2 separate regions of the Rattus norvegicus genome follow, and region 1 is linked to region 2. Evidence: chromatin contacts called from public Hi-C data. All regions are on one chromosome and are shown on one strand. The core of a region is the stretch at or near the end of the contact, and the rest is flanking DNA. Distances in the headings are between cores, read along the strand shown. Region 1 holds the start of Kcnj6 (potassium inwardly-rectifying channel, subfamily J, member 6). Region 2 overlaps Kcnj6 (potassium inwardly-rectifying channel, subfamily J, member 6).

Region 1 (4,073 bases), core at 1,272-3,771, 110 kb after region 2:
CTGAAGGAAAAAAGCTAAGGAGACCAATGTCTAGTAAGGTAAGATGGAGTGGATCTCCGTACTCACCTGAATCAATGTCCAGATGAACTTGAATGCTTAGACTCTCTCCCTGTACAGGTTCTCCTTTGTTTATATCAATAGGAATGGTTCCTGAACACCTTACTGTGTCTGCAATCATGGAAACCAGTTACCTCGCTCATAAGCTGGCTAATAGAGCTCACTACTGGCTTCTACCTCCCTAACTCCTGCCCCTCATGGTGCTGAGGATCCAGCCAAGAATGGATGAAGGGCAGACTGTTTCTCTACCCTCTTGGATCTTAGGCCCCTAGGCAGGAGTTGTTGGCTGGTCTCTTACTGGTCAGAATGCTATCATGGCACCTTCCCAAAACTCTATGTCTAAAAGAAAGTTACAGAAGGTTGTGGGGGAGGCAGGAACCCATGGATATTTTCTGTGAGTCAGATACTTGGTTCAAATACAACTGATTTCTTTGGGATCTGATTGTGTGTGTGTATGTGTGTGTGTGTGTGTGTGTGTGTGTGTGTGTGTGTGTGTGTGTTTCCTTTCACTGAGGAGGGATCCTCTCTATGTTCTCAGGTCAGCTTCAGTCTTTTGTGGTTTTGGTATTTACTTTGAGCAGTTACTCTGAAGCACCATCATGCATGAAATGGTTGATTTGCTAGCTCCTCCTATGTGCCATATAATTCCACGAATAATCTGACACCCGTATTCAGCACGGGCAGGGAATTTTATAGGAAGAGATTGCCTTCCCATGACCAGAAAATCTAGTGCATGCTAGGAGCAGCTAGCTATCCTACCAGGGAGGTGAACCCGGGGCACCTTGCTCTGGCCTTGGTGCTGAACCCGGAACCTGCTCAGAAAGGCATCTATGGACAAGAGAAACTTTGCCATGTTGGAGGAGAGCCTGAGCAGGATCTAAGTGCCCTCTCGTGGATCACTCTTAGGGAGCTGGACCCAGCCGATACCCTAGGATACCCATAGGGCACACGGTGGGCATATCTTTGCCTGGAGCCAAGAAAGTTTTGTCCAACGGTTTTTCCTATCACTGGAGCTGCTATGTCCCCTCCCACCTGGGTCGCCATGGAGACTCAGCTCCTTCCTTCTCCAGGCAAAATGGGCGAAGCTTAGTTAGCTCAGCCCTGACTGTAGCAAGCCCACTTTCTCGGACATTGTCCTTCTCCATTTTTCTTTTCTCATCAAAAGAAAGGTAGCCAGGGCATAGTGCTTGCATGGAAGTGCATAGCTCTCAGTACCTGAGAGCTCACCAGGACCCCGGGACTTTGGAGAAAGCAGTTGGGAGCACACTGAAGCTATAATGGATTGCCAACTCCCAGACACTGGAGGGTTTCCTCCCCCCACCCCTGCCCTGCTTTGTGGGGAAAGTGGAGGTGGAGAAGGGATTCTTTGGAAAATTCTGCTGTTCCCTTTCCACTAAGCTCAGATTGTTTCTGTGACCTTTTCTATGAAGATCTGTTCTCCCCCACCCCAAGACTCTCTCCATATTGAACCCTGTATATATACCTGTGGATCCACCCAGGGCTTCACTGGGCTTGGGGAATAAGAATACCATTTCAGTTAAAAAAACTAACCCAAGCTTAATGTCTTGATGCAAGTGAACCCATACCCAGGAGAGAAGCTAAGTCGGTAGACTCACCTAGCCCACACTTGGTGTGACCCTGGTGTTTCCTGCTTTCAGTTAGTTTTACTTGTAGGGACATCTTAGTCCCTGTCTTCCATCAGCGGCGACACATCTCGGGTTTACTGATGAAGACCATGTGAAGTCCTCCCCTGTCTCACAGCTTTCGCCCTTCCGCTCACTTTTCCTCCTTCGCATCCTCTCCTCTTTATGCCCAAACAGAACAAGGCTACTGAACAGCTTTCCACCAAGACAATGGGCTTTCCCAACTCTCCCTGCCTACCCCGCCAGCCAGCCGCCCCTGCCTGCGGGATCATCTGTGTGTTTGATCTTCACTAGGGGTGCGGAGTGAGGTCCACAGTAGCTGACCCATTCTCTCGCGCCCAGGGCAGGCAGACCCCTCCTCCTGCCACCCACCCAGGCGAGTTTTTAAGCTGCTAATGAAAATCCTATGAGACACATTTCCTTTTGGTTATGTAACCAAAGGCAGCTTTTCCTGCCTCTGGTGGACTTCAGCATCATGTCTCCGCTGAGAAGGGAATGCAAACAGTCACAGTGGGGCTGGGGACCTGGGAGCCAGGACCTGAAGGCTCGCTCGGGGATCCTAGGACACGGAACATCTGGCTGGGATCCATGCCAGCTCCTCGCCTTGAACAACTCAACGCACTGCTTACCTTGTGGTGGACAGGGTAGGTTCACTTCATCCTCATCGCCTCTCTTGGAACGGAGCAAGATTCAGTAATTCACTCCACGGTGGATGGCAAGGGAAGAAAATACAAGAAGAGGAGGAAACAGACCAACTGGAAGCAGATGGTCCAATTTCACATCAGCCCCGGCAGGCTTTCGGGAGACTCCATTCTGCTGCTAGCGGTTGGTCCAGCTCCTGCTCCAGCTCCGGCTCGCCTGTTCCCGCGGATCCCCACCCTCGGCCCGCCCAACCTCTCCAGCCAGGTGCTGCCGTCTGGTGACTGGCTCCCTCTGGCTGGAGGGCTGGGCGCTGGGGCCACCGCGGGGCAGAGGAGTGCGCGTGTGGGCAGGGACGGAGGAGGGAGCCCTGCTGCGAGGAAACTGGGGGAAAGCCTTGAGTGGCAGGGGGAATAAATCCTCGTTTAGGAGCAAAGTGATAGATCTCGTAGGGAAACGTCATGAAAGCCGCAGATTCAACGAATGCTACTCGGTTCCAGCCCCACGGGCTGAGCCGCGCTGTCAGCGCATGAAGCGACGCGTCTCTGGATAAAAGCGGGCGCAGCGCCGCGCGCTGGAGAACCAAGGCGACACAGTGATCAGCGTCGCTGCGAGGCGGAGGGGCGGGGGGGGGGGAGCGGAAGAGATGGAGCCAGACCCTAGCCGCCCACCTTTCGCCCAGCCTCTTGTTCTTTTTAACCTGGAGTGAACTGGGGCGCTGAAACGGGGGCGCCACATCCCTCCAAAGTGAACCGAGAAGTAGGGGTTTCTATTGTTGGTGTGTGTGTGTGTGTGTGTGTGTGTGTGTGTGTGTGTGTGTGTGTGTGTGTGTAGTCTTTGACTCTTAGATGCCCAGGGACACCCCCCCCCCGCCCCATGTCACTTAATAAGTCCTAAACTTGAGGATCTGTTTATGCCTGCCTGTTATAGCTTCTCTTTTGGCTTTGACGAAATGTGAAGAGTGGGGTTTCTTCACTGCTTTCCACTGGCTGAAATCCCTCTGGAGATCATATGTGGTCAGCATAGCCCAGAGGGGCCTTAGCCAACAAGATGGGCCTAAGGGTGGGGGACTGCAACCCAGGGCTTTGATCGCACAGATCTAAGACCAGGTCTGGTGCTATGCTTAGTCCATCCTATCCACCGCTCCTGGGACCTAGTGCTAGCTCCCCCCCCCCACTTTAGTTAAGCTTTTGCGAGCAGGTGAGCTTTCTGAGTATAATCCCACTGCCTAAAACACACTCCTCGTGGACAGCCACCTACTTTGGGTTAACCTGCTCTGTATGGTTCTTTCAGGGGTGATCCCACAGTGAATCCCAGTTACAACTTGACGTTCCTTTGCGGACACTGCAAGCAGTAGTTCCTTTCCAAAGCCTTCTCACATCTAGCTCCCACCCAAGTGCAGACCCGTTTATGCATTTTTTAACCCAAGGAGAAATGGTTTCGCAAGGAGACTGTAAAAGTAATTGACACTATTGGCCGATAGCTCTATAATGGCCCGATTAATAACAGGCTATTCTGTTTACTTAGCAGCCCAAGTAAAGAGGCGACACAACTCAAGAAGGTGACCCTTTCTGATGAACAGACTCACCAAGATCTGCTCTTAGCAGATATTTTATTGAATGATATTTTAGTGAATGATATTTTATTCTGAACTCATGCTCTAAGAGTACTTTTAAAAGCTGTGCATGCATGTTCATGCGCAAGTGTGCATGTGTGTGCCCGCGCGTGTGCCTG
Region 2 (3,860 bases), core at 996-3,495:
GAGAATTTGATTTTTGTGTTTCGACTAAGAGGGGATCGATTAGATTTCAGCTTAAAGCAGTGTTTGTATTTTACACACCAAAGCTTGGAAAATGATCTGCACTTGGAGAGAAGCACAGAAGCCCGAAGGCCTGGGGAATCAGATGTGGGAACTGAAAATCTTTTTAGACACGTGGGCTTTCATGGAAATTCTATTTCCAAAGGACTTGGGTAAAAATTTTAAATTAAAATAGCGTGGGTGGCTGTGTGTGGATTTAAAAAAAAAAAAGAAAAAAAAAACTGAGCGTCTGTATGAGTCAGCTTGAGTTGTCTGCCTTCTTCTCAGCCACATGTCAGCCTGTTGGTCCTTCCTAGGCTGTGTGGTTCGCAGAGTTGGTCCTCGGAGGGCGTCCTATACAGATCACCCTGACGTGGGTCATGTGATCCAATCACCAGGCACATGATGTCCATTGATCCCTCCCAGGAAGCACTTGCTTCTATTTGGTTTTCTGAATTCTATTACTTAGTAACATTTATTTGAGAGGGAGGGAGGAGGATGGGAAGAGCCAGAGCCAGAGAGAGAGAGAGAGAGAGAGAGAGAGAGAGAGAGAGAGAGAGAGAGAGAGAGAGAGAGAGAGAGAGAGAGAGAGCGCACATGGAGTCACTGTGTGTAGGTGAAAGTTAAAGGATGACGGACTCTCTTGGGAGTCAGTTCTGTCCTGCTACCTTGTGGGATACAGCTCTCTTCGCTTACGGAGGAACCATCTTGGAGCTGAGGGCAGTTCTCAGGGGACAACTGGCTCAGTTGGTCTAGCCTTACACATCCCAGTGTCTGGGGCAGTAAGAGAAGAACTACTTCCTAGCAGAAATGCCCGGGGCTGTGCGCTCTCTTGTTGAACTACAGCCTGACCACAACAAGGACACTTGAGCAGGTACTTGAGAGGCTGTGCCTGTCACTCTCCCGAGGTCTTTGTGGGTAGCAGCCTTCTGGTCCATCTGAGGCTTCTCCAGCCTCACTGGAGAGGCTGCGCTTGTACCCAGAATGCATTGCTGTTGCTTCTTAGAATTTTCTTCCTCCGCTTCCCGATCCCCTGCTAAAGCCAGGTCAGGTGTCAAGTGTGCCCTGCGAGGGAGTAGCCCAAATCTCAAAAGACGTGTATCCTTCGGGTCACAGAGATAGCACTCTGGATAGTATGTGTCGGATGGGTTTGGAGGCCTAGCTTTGTTGCTGGTGAAATCTGTAGCAGTTGCAAGCCCAGGTGCCCAACCCACGGAGTAAGGGGTACCATGGTTAGTAAGGCCACGTGGGAGCTGCTGAAATTGTCACCTGTAAGCACCTCACATTCCTGGAGAGACTGCAGGGTTTGCTCCACCTGCAGGACTTGAAAGAGGCAGGGGTGGGCCTCCTTTGGGCCCTCCCATGCTCCTGTTTGGCCTGTCCTGTTGTAGCTGCTGTTCCAGAGGTGGCTTCAGCTTGTGCTCAGGAGCAGATGTCACCCATCCTGGTGGGTGGTTGATCTGGAATTGTTCTTCCGAATTTTTGCATATGGCCTGAGGCTCGGCCTACGGCCTGCTGGCAAGGTTGGCAATTCTCCCTCACTGATTATATACGCTCCAATGTTGCACACTGGCCTGCAGGACGGACCGACATCACCCTGCATGTCCACAGGACACACTGGATGTGCTGAGCACGAAGTAGCAGCTGGTTTAGGTCTTGCATGACATAGTATGGAAGAGAAACCCAACAAGCTCAAGGAAACGCCTTGGGTTCCGGCGGGGCGGAGCAGACACCAAGTCATCTTTCCTAAGGTGAAGGAAGTTGCCGCGCAAGCTCCTCGCCCGACCTACTGAGTCCTTCACAGAGTCTAAAAGCAGCGCGTTCCCATTTGGCTGCACTACTCTGGGCCACCCAGCTATAAAATCTGGGAGCTCCGAGTGGGGACTAGAACAAGAAGAGACTCTGCAACAGGTCCAGGCTGTCACACAAGCTGCTCTTCCACTTGGGCACGTGAGCCAGCCATTCTAACCACGCTGGCAGAGGCAGCGTCTCAGACTATCCGAAGCAATTGGCTCTCTCATGGAGTCGAGCAGAGCCGACCCTTACCATCTTCCTGCCATCTTGGGGACCTCCTCCTCAGGAGGAGAGGGTTTTGGATATATACCCAGTAGGGGGATTTCAGAATCATATGGCTGTCTGCTTTTAATTTTAAAGGAGCCTCCATACTGTGCCCTATAATAGCTGCACTCATTTACATTCCCACCGAGTGAGGTTTTCCTTGGCTCCCTAGCTGCTTCGTTTTTCCGTAGCCACCATTGTAACTGGAGTGAGTTGGTTTCTCCTTATGCTTTTGATTTGCATTCGTGCTGCTTGCGAGTGAGCGACCAGGGAGGCTTAGCATTTCATAGGCTTCTCCACCGATTTGGTCTTTTTTCTTCTTTTAAAGAACCAGTTTAGGTTTTTGCTGTTTTAAAACTATTGTGTGTGTTCATGTGTGTGTGTGTGTGTGTTGTGTGTGTGTGTGTTCATATGTGTGTGTGTTCATGTACCTGTGTGTGTTCATGTACCTGTGTGTGTGTTCATATGTGTGTGTGTGTTCATGTACATGTGTGTGTGTATTCATGTACCTGTGTGTGTTCATGTGTGTGTGTTCATGTACATGTGTGTGTGTATTCATGTACCTGTGTGTTCATGTGTGTGTTCATGTACATGTGTGTGTGTATTCATGTACCTGTGTGTGTTCATGTGTGTGTGTTCATGTACCTGTGTGTGTGTTCATGTACATGTGTGTGTGTGTGTGTGTGTGTGTGTGTGTGTGTGTGTGAACTCATGCACTTGAAGGTCAGAGGTTGGATGTCTTTTCCCCATCCCTGTCCTTACTACTGTGTTTGAGATAAGGTCTCTAACTGAACCCAGAATTTGTTGATGCCATGATGACTGGCCAGTGAGGTCCAGAAATCTGCCAGTCCTCACCACCCAGAGCTGGAATTGTAGCATGAACTACCAGGATTTGATGTGGGCGCTGGTATCTGAACTCAGGCCCGTACGTCTGTGTGGCAGGCCCTTTACTAACTGCCTTTAATCACCCTTTTTACCCCCTTAGATACTCCAGATGTCAGTCTCTTAGCAGATGTATAATGCATATCACACACACATACACACACACACACACACACACACACACACAGTGTTCTTCACTGTATTGGTTGTCTCTCTGCCTTTTAGTTTTCTGTAACCTTATTTGTCTGTTGTAGGGTTTTTGCCATACTTGGGGGGGGGGTCTTTCCTTGCTATCTGAGATAGTTTGGATGACCTGAATTCCTAAAACCTAAAACTTCCCTGGGAGCAGCAGCTATGCTAGCCCCATCCTGTGCTAGAGGTCAGGCCTCTGTGCCCGAGTCTGCTGTGATGTGTGTGTCACTTGACTGGCCAGACTTACAGCCTCCTTCACAGAGCCATGCCTGTATCAAGTCTCTCATTGTTGTCTGTGCTGGCTCTGGTCCTCTGACAGCTCTCAGCTGATAGCCTCGATCTAACCTTCTCGGAGGTGGGTGGGGTGTCTGCTTATTACTATTTGACCCAAAGACATTTCCCAGGTTGTCTCACAGGGAGGCCGCAGCGACTGCGGGGTCTTGTGGGGATCGGTGATGGTAGCATATTCCTGCGCATAGATGGCAATTGTGCCATGGCCACTGATCCTTGAATCTTAAATGTTCTGGGGTGGTGTCAGTCAGCTTTATCTGCATCACTTTGAACTTCTTCATTTTCTCTTTTTCCCTCCCTCTGTTCCTCCAAAAGGCAAGTGTGGTTTAGATCATGCTGAGGAGAACATTGTGTTTCAGGACTTCCACTGTCTTTATGATGTTTCTGGGCACAAGAGGTCC

Evidence for each region. Hi-C and Micro-C count contacts between places; a contact is called where the count stands out from the background.
Region 1: a Hi-C map of frontal cortex shows a contact between it and region 2, with 2.9 times the contacts expected there. The contact joins the promoter of Kcnj6 here to the enhancer-like site in region 2. A contact is called at or near these places in 2 of 12 Hi-C or Micro-C datasets (frontal cortex and prefrontal cortex).

The regions. Positions count from the first base shown.
Region 1 is chr11:47,775,827-47,779,899 of GRCr8, forward strand. It overlaps Kcnj6 (potassium inwardly-rectifying channel, subfamily J, member 6), which reads right to left and starts at 2,522. Exons shown (of 4, transcript NM_013192.3): 1 at 2,330-2,522.
Region 2 is chr11:47,665,291-47,669,150 of GRCr8, forward strand. All of the region lies in intron 2 of Kcnj6 (potassium inwardly-rectifying channel, subfamily J, member 6), which reads right to left. Among named protein-coding and RNA genes, the nearest start is that of Kcnj6, 110 kb to the right of the region's middle. Within about 2 kb of position 2,246, at least 3 of the 93 cell types and tissues checked have an H3K27ac peak or open chromatin away from gene starts, as enhancers often do.